Regions from separate parts of the Cyprinus carpio genome. Here region 2 is linked to region 1. The links are chromatin contacts, called in public Hi-C maps. All regions are on one chromosome and are shown on one strand. Each heading gives the region's core, a stretch centred on a gene start, on an enhancer-like site or on the middle of the called end of the contact. The rest is flanking DNA. Distances are from core to core; before and after follow the strand shown. Region 1 has its middle 81 kb from the start of trnai-uau. Region 2 has its middle 63 kb from the start of LOC109076348.

Region 1 (5,551 bases), core at 1,440-3,939:
CCAAGAGCGCAAGAAAGACAAGAAGACGAATGGATAAACCAAGGTGCTCCTCTCATACACACATGCTTGTGTTTCTGCCCTGGCACCTGAGAGCATTTAAAAATTACTATGATTTGTGTGTGAATGCTTAATGTCTTCACCAGCTGTGCGAGCTTCCCAGGGGGTTGTGGGATATTGTGCTCCGCTCCACATTCCTGCAGTGTGAACGTACACTGATATAATGGCACTTACGCATTCACAGGGAATCTAATATTGCACATGACCATTCAGAAGAACAAACAAAGTTTGATTTTACAGAAAGAGACTGTGATGTAGACATGGTTTAGTACCTCAAAAATTGTGTGAATGGCAGGAAGGTTGCTACTTTCTTTCTCATGAGACAGAAAGCTGTGGAGTGACGAGCACATTTTATGTCACAATGAAAGTATGTTCAGTTGCATACAATATAGACACACTGATATGCAGTCATGCATTTTTGAGCAATTAGGCAAAAGCAATTTTTATTTGCTAATTTTATTTTATTTTATTTTATCAAGTGTTTTAAGACCGTTATTAGAATAAATTTGCCATTTTTCTTTGTGGGAGATATTTTTTATTATTAAATTTTTTTTATTATTTATTTTTGTGTATTATTTATTTTTGATTATTTTTTTTGTTAAGGAAATAAATAAATAAATATCAGTAAAGACACATTGAAAAAACATGTACAGGAGACTTTAAAAAATGTTGAAATAAATAAATAAATAAATAAATCACCAACACAAATTTTAAGAGTATTGCATGTTTGTATTATTAGTATTATTATTAATTATGTACTGGTGCATATAAATAATAATAAAAAATAATTATACATTTTTATTAATTTTAATAATTATTAAATTAATTTAATTATTTATTGTGTTAATTTAGTTAAAATTATTATTATGTTTTTTTTTTTGTAAAATTGCAATTGTATTATTTTTAATGATTTATTATATTTATATATATATATATATATATAATATATATATATATATAATTTTTTTTTTTTTTTTTTTTTTTTTTTGTAAAGTAAGGAATATATCCACACATAATCACAATGCTTGACTGCATTTAGCATGATAAAGACTTTAGAGAACCCTGTTTTAATCCAGTAAATCTTTGTTAGAATAACAACAACAACAAAAAAATATCAAGCTTTTGGCTGCTTATAAACAAATGGGAAACTTTACAGCACTGACATTTAGACAAGCCTTTGCCCTGTGACCCCGTCCTCTTTCCACTTATTTCCCTGGGCGTCTACCCCACCCCCAAAGTCCAATTAAGATTTCCAAAATCCTCACGAAGGCTCACGTTACCTCACGACAACAGGACAGTGCTTGAAAACAGGCAGACAGGCAGGGCTGAGAGCACAGGGATGTGATGCATTTGAAGATTGCTAACTGGAGAAGCTGTAATATCTTCTGACCCTGAGCAGAGCCGCTCTGCAGAGTCATGCCTAGCCAGCACTGTTAAACTGAGGATGAGTAAAGGTGATGAAGATGAGCAGCTGACATGACATGTCAAACAGTGACAGCAGTGTTGTGCACACTATATATGTTTTTAAACAAATTATTATAGATGGAGCATTGAAAGGTGAATGCAATTTCTGGGAATGCTGTCTTCCATTGGCCATAAAAACAGATACACCCCCAACCCCCCAAACTCACACAATTGATCGAGCCAGTATTGCTGTGTTGGACAAGTTATAATGTTAAAAAAACAGAACAATGTTTTGATTTTCACAGAGACTGCTAGTAACCTGTTATTAATACTTCACACATACAAAAACATAATGAAACCATTAAGGACGTGCATTTAGTATAGCAATCATTTGGTTTTATAATGCACATCAGAGATGAAAGCTCACAATGTGTTGCTGAAATAAGATTAACATACGGTGTGCAAGCTCAAGTGGTTTGCATGCGTAAAGGAACTGAAGGGCACTTGTGTCTCTGATTCCTATTACAAGATTCAAAGCAGCCATATCCTGGCAATCTTGTGGTCAGGGACACCATTCCTCTTTTCCCCACTTCAAGTGAACAGAATTCCAGTCCAACGGCCTTCAGCCCCAGCAACAGAATGGCTCATTTCCAGTTAGGAGAAGAAATCCCACCACACACACAGTTTCCAGCGCCACTACACAGAATTCCCACCGCAAGCAACAGACAAAGAAGAGCGAATGCTTTTAATGGAGGTGGGAGAGATGGATCAGTGTGCCAGTCAGCAGTCAGTTTGAAAAATGTATTATCACTGCCAAAATAATAACATGTAAGTTTTCTGTTGGAGTTTTGTCCTCACGTCATTTTTCCATACATTACTTTTGGAAGAAATTATTCTAAATGGCAATTAATTTAGAGAAAGAAAAGGATAAGAAATATAGAAAGAAAGAAAGAAAGAAAGAAAGAAAGAAAGAAAGAAAGAAAGAAAGAAAGAAAGAAAGAAAGAAAGAAAGAAAGAAAGAAAGAAAGAAAGAAAAAGAAAGAAAAAAAAAGAGTCAAGTCTTAGCAGGCTACACTAAGCATTCAATGCTACACTGCTACACTGTCGCTCACCGCTCTAATTGCTTAACAGCAGGCAGTCGAGGGCTATAATTGGCCTAAATGACTATATGCTCAGCACTAAGTTGAAATAGCCCATTAAAGAATGATTATTTGCTAAGCAATGTGACTGACAGTCTACTGTATCTCCATTCACAATGTCCTGAGCCTCAGAGTTTGTCCTCTTGCTATTGAGATCCACAAAAGTGAACTAAAAGTCCAGAAGAACTGTTTGTTCCTGACCTTGCCATTCTAGGATCACCAAACTGTGTTGGTGCAACAGGCTGGGAGCTCATCGCTCAATCATCATGTCAGGTTTCAATGCTAAAGAGTTTAGAAATAGCAACAGTTTTCTAGGAGAGTCGTGTAGTATCAGAGTGCCATCTAGTGGTGGTTTGACCTGTCAAATTCACTCATCCAGTGATTAATCAACAGAATAGTAGTAGTAGTCCAAGAAGCAATTCTTAAAAAATCTGAAAGTACACATCAAAACCTCTTTGGAGTCATTTAGGGGGCTCTGTTATGCATCATGAGGCAAAAGAAGGAGACAAATCAACAGTTGACGCAACTCTAAACGAGAAGGCGCAATGGGGCTCGTATCTAGATACAGATATTTGAGTAATACATGTCCTAAGTGAACCTGGAAAGCATCAACGTGATGTTTTGAGGAACTTATGCAAGCAAGATATGTCACCCCTATGAACCATTAATCATTAAACCATAAACAAACATGAGTGATAGGATGCATTAGTCAAACTGAGACATTTGGAGGATTGCTATTTCATTGTAGGCTGTGTGTGTATGTGAGGCGGAGGAAAGACTTGTATAAATCCTTCCATTGTAACTATATTTGTTTATGTCACACATACAGAACAGGGTTTGCCACCTTGACCTCATTAACACACAGCAATCAGCAACCACAGCAGCAATGCTGATTGCTGAACACACGGAAAACACCAAAACAAATAAACCCGCTGATAGTGACAGACAGAGGTGAAATGTGTGGAGGGTCAAACGGGGTTAGGAGTAATGATGAGTTTGACCCACAAACCCTTGTAACACTGAACTATATGTGGTCTTAAACTCCAGGCAAACCCTTACTGTGGTGTTACCATGGTACAGATGGTATGACATGGCAATACAATGATACTTAATGTTTACCATATTCACATAGAAATGATTTTATATCGATAAATGTTTTAATATAATATAATATAATATAATATAATATAATATTTTTTTATATTATAATATAATATAATATAATATATACAGAAGTCTATTATGCTAATTAAAGCTGCATTTATTTGGTCAAAAATATAGTTAAAAAACTATATTGTGAAATATTGTTAGAACTTAAAATAACTGTTTTAGTTAAAAAACTATATTGTGAAATATTGTTAGAACTTAATGGAAAACGTCTAAGGTTACGTATGTAACCCTGGTTCCTCGAAGGAACGAGACGCTGCGTCGGTGACGCTTTGGGGAACGCCTCTAGCGTGACGTCTCTGAATCACGTGTGTAATCAGTCCAATGGATGGGCGAGACGTCATAGGCGGGTGACGTCATAGACCAGGAAGCATAAAAGCACGAGCGGCGAAGCCGGTATCCAGCCTCAAGGATGAAGCAAGCGCCGGCCAGAGATGCCGGAAGTGTGGCACTGCGACGCAGTGTCTCGTTCCTTCGAGGAACCAGGGTTACATACGTAACCTTAGACGTTCCTCTTCAGGAACTCGAGCTGCGTCGGTGACGCTTTGGGGAACGAGAATGCCCACGCCGCCAGACTTACAAATCTCTGCCTAGTGTGGGAAACTGCACAGCTAAAGCAAGAGAAGGAGTCAGGACCCTGACAGTAATCGGGACAACCCGTCCAATGGCCAAACTTCAGAGGAGTGAGACTTGACCCCCAAGAGAGGGGAGATCAGAGGACTCGAGGCTTCAGGATAGCATCCTAATCCACCGCTTAGCCTAAGCTTCTACTGGCGAAGGGCCTTAGCCTCAGCGCACCGCAGAGGAAACGTGTAACCAGAGGGTGTCTGCCCACTGACTGGCCACCGAGAGGGGCGCGGTAGGTCGCAATGGGCGCCACGTAGACCTTCAGGGTGGAGTGGGTCAACCCTGCGGAGAGAAGGGCCTGCAGGAACTCCAGCACTGTACCAACCGGGCAGTTTAACTGGGTCGAGCTGGCGGTCTCCGCACCAAGAAGTGAAATCTTCCACTTCAAGACATACAGTTTCCTCATTGAGGGAGCTCTGGATTGGAGAACAGTCTCAACAACCTCGGTTGAGAGACCGGAAGCTAAGAGTTGTGCCTCCTCAGAGACCACACCTCCAGCCTCTAAGCTCCATGCGGGGGCGCACCCTCCGCCTGCGAGAGGAGATCTCTCGTGACGGGAACCTCCCAAGGAGTGCCGTCAAAAAGAGAAATCAGGCCATACCCGGCCCGGCCAGAACGGGGGCTACTAACAGCAGCCGGACTCCGTCCCAGCGCACTCTCTCCAGAACTCCCGGGAGCAGAGCAATCGGGGGAAAACGTACAGATAAAGCCTCGGCCACATCTGTACCATGACGTCCAGCCCCAGTGGAGCTGGATGAGTCAGAGGAAGCCAGAGGGGACAGTGCAATGTCTCTCGAGTTGCAAACAGATCCACCCGAGTCTGGCCAACTTCTCTAACTGTGCTTCATCACCTCAGTGTGAAGTCATCATTCCCCGGGCCTCAGCCCCTGCCTCGACAGGATGTCTGTTCCCAAGTTAGATGCCCAGGAATGTGGACTGCTCTCAGCAAGAGGAGTTCGTCCTGGGGACCACACAAGGATCTGGTACACTAGTTTGTACAAACGGTGTGAGCGCAGACCTCCTTGGTGGTTGATGTAAGAGACCACCGCTGTGTTGTCGGTGCGCACCAACACATGATGATCTCTCAGGTCCAGGAGCTCGAAGCACGGCCAGCATCTCCAGGCAGTTCATATGCCATGTCGGATGGCGACCACTCC
Region 2 (5,551 bases), core at 1,457-3,956, 54 kb before region 1:
GCAAGGATGCATTAAATTGATCAAAAGTTCAGACTAAAGATCAAAACCTCTGACTTAAAAAAAAAGTCTGATAAACTTTGTATTTATCAAAGAATTCTGGAAAAAAGTAGGCCTATAATGGTTTCCACAACAAAATATGAAGCAGGACAACTGTTTTCAACATTCATAATAAGAAATTATATATTTTTTTTAAAGCTAAATTTCACAACTTTTCATTTTGGTTAATATCACCAAGGCTGTTTACTTTTTCCATCCCCCTTTTTCCAATCACCTGGTCCATTCAGGTATGCCACATCCACATTTTATGATTCCTTTTGTTTTACTTTGAGATGCATGAAACGATGGAAGTAAAATGGGTTTTTAAGTGACAGACATACACAGGAATGCACTAACCAATTGCGCCACACAAACAGTATGTCAAGTCAGTTGTAATAGCACATCTTGGTTCGAGTGACAATCCCATGATCTTGTGCATGAGTGTGTGTTTGTATGCAAGCTGTTTTGTACTGATGTGCATGTATATGCAGTATAAGCATGTACTGTATGTGTGTGTGGACAGGGTGCTGGTCGAACCTCGAGGATCAGAGCCACAGCTGCAGACACAGTAACCCAAGATCCGTCTGGAGGCACCAGTCATCCAATCCACAATCCATCCATCTCTCTCATTCCCTCGCTTTCACCCCCTCTATCTCTCTGACAGGCTGTGACCTGCATCCATCCCACGCAGCACTCCTCACCCCCGGGTCACCATCCACCCCCCCCCCCCATGGAACGCTTAATTCTTATGGTAACAAAACATGCTGTAGCCTGTAATGAACTCCATGACACACACACAAACACACACACACACACCCACACACACACACACACGCGCGTGCGCGCACACACACACACACACACACACTAATTTCAAGAATACTGTAGTGCTGTACAACTATTTGCAAACTGGCAGGAATTAACTGGCATTATCTACAAATGAACCAATGGAAATGATTATATTTACATAATTAGCAAGTCCACATGTAAAGTGTCTGCAGAACTCCAGAAAAAGCTCTGCAGAATTCCAGAAATGGAACGCCGATCATTTGCAAAGTTCTGTTTCGCTGCATGTTTGTTTATGAAATATTTTGGCTAATTTAATTATGCTTTCAGCTACCTGTCAGACATTTCTTCAAACTGACACATTTTCACATGCTTAAATCCATTCCACAGACTTCAGCAGATTTTTCTTCTAAAATCAGCTCAGCGAATTCAGAATATTTGACACATTCTGTCTGGGCCTCAAGATGAGAGGAGGAAATCTAAAGTATATTTGTGCAGTTAATTTTACCTCCCCAAACAGGCCATCTTATACCTTCACATCCTGATTCCTGTGACCAATTGAGAAAGAAGACCAATAAATATTCAGTCTATCCACCCATATACACAGAAAATCAGTTTTTGTGTGTGTGCTCAAAACTGGTCTATAGGATTGATGTTCACATTTTGCTAGTCATCATTTTGAAATCTGATCCATTTGTTTAGACAATATAGTGTGTATTTAATATTGTTTGCTCTTATGCTCATCAATGCTGCATTTATTTGATAAAAATACAGCAATATTGTGAAATATAATTACATTTTAAAATATCTGTTTTATATTTTAAGATATTTTTAAATGCAATTTACTCCTGTGATCAAAGCTGAATTTTCATCATCATTACTCCAGTCTTCAGTGTCACATGATCCTTCAGAAATCATTCTAATATGCTGATTTGCTGCTCAAGACACATTTCTGATTATTATCAATGTTGAAAAAATTTGTGCTGCTTAATATTTTTGCTGAATCCATGATATATTTTATTCTGATGTATAGAAGACATTATACTGCCACTTGATCAATCAGAACCTTGCTGAATAAAAGGGTTAATTTCTTTTTCAAAAATCTTTACAAAAAGATTGATGGAAATCTGGAAACTTTGCCTTGGCTCATGCTCATCGTGCCACATCGCTGTCTTGAACTTGAGTTGCATGAGACTATCAGAGGATTTACAAAAATCGAATTATATTAAAATTTCAAACCATCTATAAATGCGCTTCAGAATCAATTTTGTTGCAATTGTTCAGAAAAACGAACACGATTCTAAAAGAATATGCAGAATATCAGTTTTTTTGTGTGTGAGTGGCTGAGACTAAAGACAGCGTTTGGATACATCAGCAGAGCTGTGTGTGGCTTCTATGTCATTCCTCAGGGTTTATTTTTGCCTCCGTCGCTCTAAAACAGGCCTACTGGTCTATGTGGCTTCAGTGACTATTGCCATGACCCTAGTTATGACTGCGCGTGTGTATGTGTGTGTGTGTGACCCCTAGGTTGTCTGGCAGGCTGACTCACTGTGAGACTATGCTGTCTGCTGTTTCAACACCTGTCCATCTGCCCTGATGTCTAAAAACAGAAACAGTGTGCATGGATGTGTGTTTGTGATGTCTGCCTCTCACCTAGCTAGGCTAGTATACAGACACTCAAGGAATCTGTTGTGTGGACAAACAGCGTGGCCAAGGCCATAGTTACAAATGCACACACATTAATCTAACCAAAATGCTATTAGCACAGAAATGCCAACCTGTTTCCATGGTCTTGACAAAGAGTATGTAAAGGTCAGAGTTTGTGCTGGTTTACTTTTCTTCGGAGAAGAAATGAGGAGCGAAGACAGTGTGTTTGTGTTAAACCTCGTGCTGTGTGTGCCAAGAAAAGCTTTCCAAGTAAAACAGATGCATCACAAGAAAAACTGGCCCAGTTACTTTGCGAATACAAAAGCCTGAACCACACCAAACTAACAGTGCATTGGTCTGACTATAAAAGTAAGAGATAGACAGATAAGATAGAGAGAAAGAAGGGCAGAGAGAGTAGAATTATGTGACAGAATTTCCATGGCCCATTTTCACACACAGATGACCACAGCGCCCCCTAGTGACACTAAAGCCACACATGCCACAGATCATTCAACAAATATGATCTCTGCAATATCTCAGTTGTTTTTCCTAGACAGCACTGAGATTAAATACAGAGAAATTTCTCTTGCTTATATTTTTCTTCTCAGAAAAAGACCAGGTGTCTCCTCTAAAGTTTCATCTCTGCATCTCAATATGTGTTTAGATTAACCTAAATTTGAACGCATTTTTTTTTTCTCAGAAAACCAAATTAACTGAGCTATGCTATTTTTTTCCCTACTAAGAAGCCATTCAAAAGTTTAAGGTCAGTAAGATTTAAGATAAATTAATACTTGTACTTTTATTCTAAAATACTTTTATGTAGAAAGGAGACATTAAATGGATCAAAAGTGACATTAAAGATATTTATAATATTGCTAAATATTTCTATTTGAAATAAAAGCTGTTCTTTTAAGCTTTCTAATCATTAAATAATTGTAAAAACTAATACTATGTTTTTATTATTTTAATAATAATTCACAAATGTTTTCAAAAATGATAATATATATATAATATTCTCTGAGTGTAAGGAAATATTTTCCAATTTAAGGGATTCTTTTCCTTCTACTAAAATCAAAGTCCTGTTATGTGTGAAAACTTCAAAATCCTTTGATAAAGCGACTATTGGAAAACATATTATAGATCAGTACAGTAGAGTTAGTGTAAGGAAATAGCAACGTTTGTGAATAAGCTCTCTGAATGGCATCCTCTCTCAGTGGTCAATGACGGGATACTGGCTTGGCAGGAGGTGCTGTCGCAAAGATTACTGTCGGCCCACTGGACCATTTGAAAAAGCAGCCCCCTTCAGACAGACAGACAGACACACACACACACACACACACTGCTTCTCTGGGCAGGCAGCCTGGTGTGGCTGAAACTCAACTCAACTCTGTCAAGATTATTCACTCTGCTCTCTTTCTTTCTATCTCTTTTCATCTTTTTGTCTATCCGTCTGTCTGCTTTCCCCCTTTTGTCTCCGTTTTTTGTCTGTTGCATTAATCTTACAACCAAAAACATGCTCTCAGAAAGTACAAATCACAAGCATAGGGTTTGGCCGTATGAATCTAATGAAACCCAAATATCAATAGCTCATCTTGCTCATCAACTTTGAAGTTGCCTCAGTGACATCAAAAGACAAGTCCGTCCCTCTAAAAACTCTTCAAATCAATAACAATCACAGCTTCCCAGCAACCTCTCCTCAGCCGTCCTGTTCCTTCGCTCTCAGAGGAAATGAGAGGGGTCCTACTGTGAGTCCAGCTAACTTTGCGGCTACGACCGCCAGCTTGATGAGTTTTATTTAGTTCACCAACCCCCCACCCCCTCCCTCTCACTCTCACTTTCTCTCCTCTTTTACTCTGTCATTCTTTTTGAGCTCTTCTAATCCAATTTGGTAGGCGCAGGGCCGTTTTTAGGCCGTGGCGTCTCTTGCCCCCGCTGGGCCTGAGTTTCCCTCGCTTACCCAGCTGTCAGGAGTTATGGAGGGGGCAACAATGTGGCCCGAGGAGCCGTTCCCTACGACACTGAAAGGGCCTCATTGTCCAGAATCTCCATCAGAGCCATTAATTATGGGCCGGAGAACATGTCTCTGACTTAGAAATGAATTCTCTCTCTCACACACACAAGCCAGTCTGACTTCAGAACGCCTCTACACACAAACTCACCCAAACAAAGGCACAAACAAGGATGATGGACATTATTAAAGTCTTTTCCAATCTTTTTATGAGTTTTTTGCTTTTAATCAGCAAGCGAAGTAGTGAAGTGACAGGAAATGTTGAGGAGGGTAGGATCAGGAAGTGGCCCGAGCCGGAATCACACTCAGGTCACTCGCACATACAAGCCTCTAATGGAATTCTCCATTCTTAGAGTAAATATTTTCAGATGTATTCTGTTTACATGGGCATATTCACTGAACAACTCAAACAAAACACAATGGGAGGCCTGATATTGTGATAAGTCATGAATAAACAGCTTGGGATCTGGAAATAATGCAGGACAGAAATGTGACCAAATTCGCCTGGCAATTCGCCTCTTGATTTTAACAGGCGCAGGATAAAAAAAAAACATTTTACTCTCCAAATTCTGACGTACATCACAAATAATATACAGCATTTTTAGCACAAACAGTTCACTGGCATATAAAACCATGGGAAAGCAGGCCAGCATATATTATTTTCATTTTCATAGTGAAGAATCTGAATGATAGAGATGAAGTTGAGTGAAAGTTTAGCGCAGTGGTTCTTTGATGGAACCAGATATATTATGAAAATATGTAAATGAAGTGCTTTCGTGTCTGTTACTTTCTGGATTTGGATCCAGCACCTCATAGTAAAAATGTTAAACAAAAAGCAGCAATGCAGTTTTGTGTTAAATAGTTTACCAACAATTGATTATTTATTTACTCTCAGGCCAACCAAGTTGTAGATTAATTTATTTTTTTAAAAGGGAACAGATTTGGATAAATTTATTGTTACATCACTTGCTCAGCAATGGATCCTCTGCAGTGAATGGGTGCCGTCAGAATGAGAGTCCAAACAGCTGATAAAAACATCATAATAATCCACAAGTAATCCACACCACTCCAGTC

What was found. A called contact is a pair of places that touch in the nucleus more often than the background predicts.
Region 2: a Hi-C map of skeletal muscle shows a contact between it and region 1, with 2.1 times the contacts expected there. The contact joins two enhancer-like sites. A contact is called at or near these places in 3 of 8 Hi-C or Micro-C datasets (liver and skeletal muscle).

What each region holds. Positions count from the first base shown.
Region 1 is chrB13:9,304,524-9,310,074 of ASM1834038v1, reverse strand. No RefSeq gene overlaps it. Among protein-coding and RNA genes, the nearest start is that of trnai-uau, 81 kb to the right of the region's middle. Within about 2 kb of position 2,689, at least 1 of the 8 cell types and tissues checked has an H3K27ac peak or open chromatin away from gene starts, as enhancers often do. A contact at or near this core is called in skeletal muscle, where this site is marked.
Region 2 is chrB13:9,358,971-9,364,521 of ASM1834038v1, reverse strand. No RefSeq gene overlaps it. Among protein-coding and RNA genes, the nearest start is that of LOC109076348, 63 kb to the left of the region's middle. Within about 2 kb of position 2,706, at least 3 of the 8 cell types and tissues checked have an H3K27ac peak or open chromatin away from gene starts, as enhancers often do. A contact at or near this core is called in skeletal muscle, where this site is marked.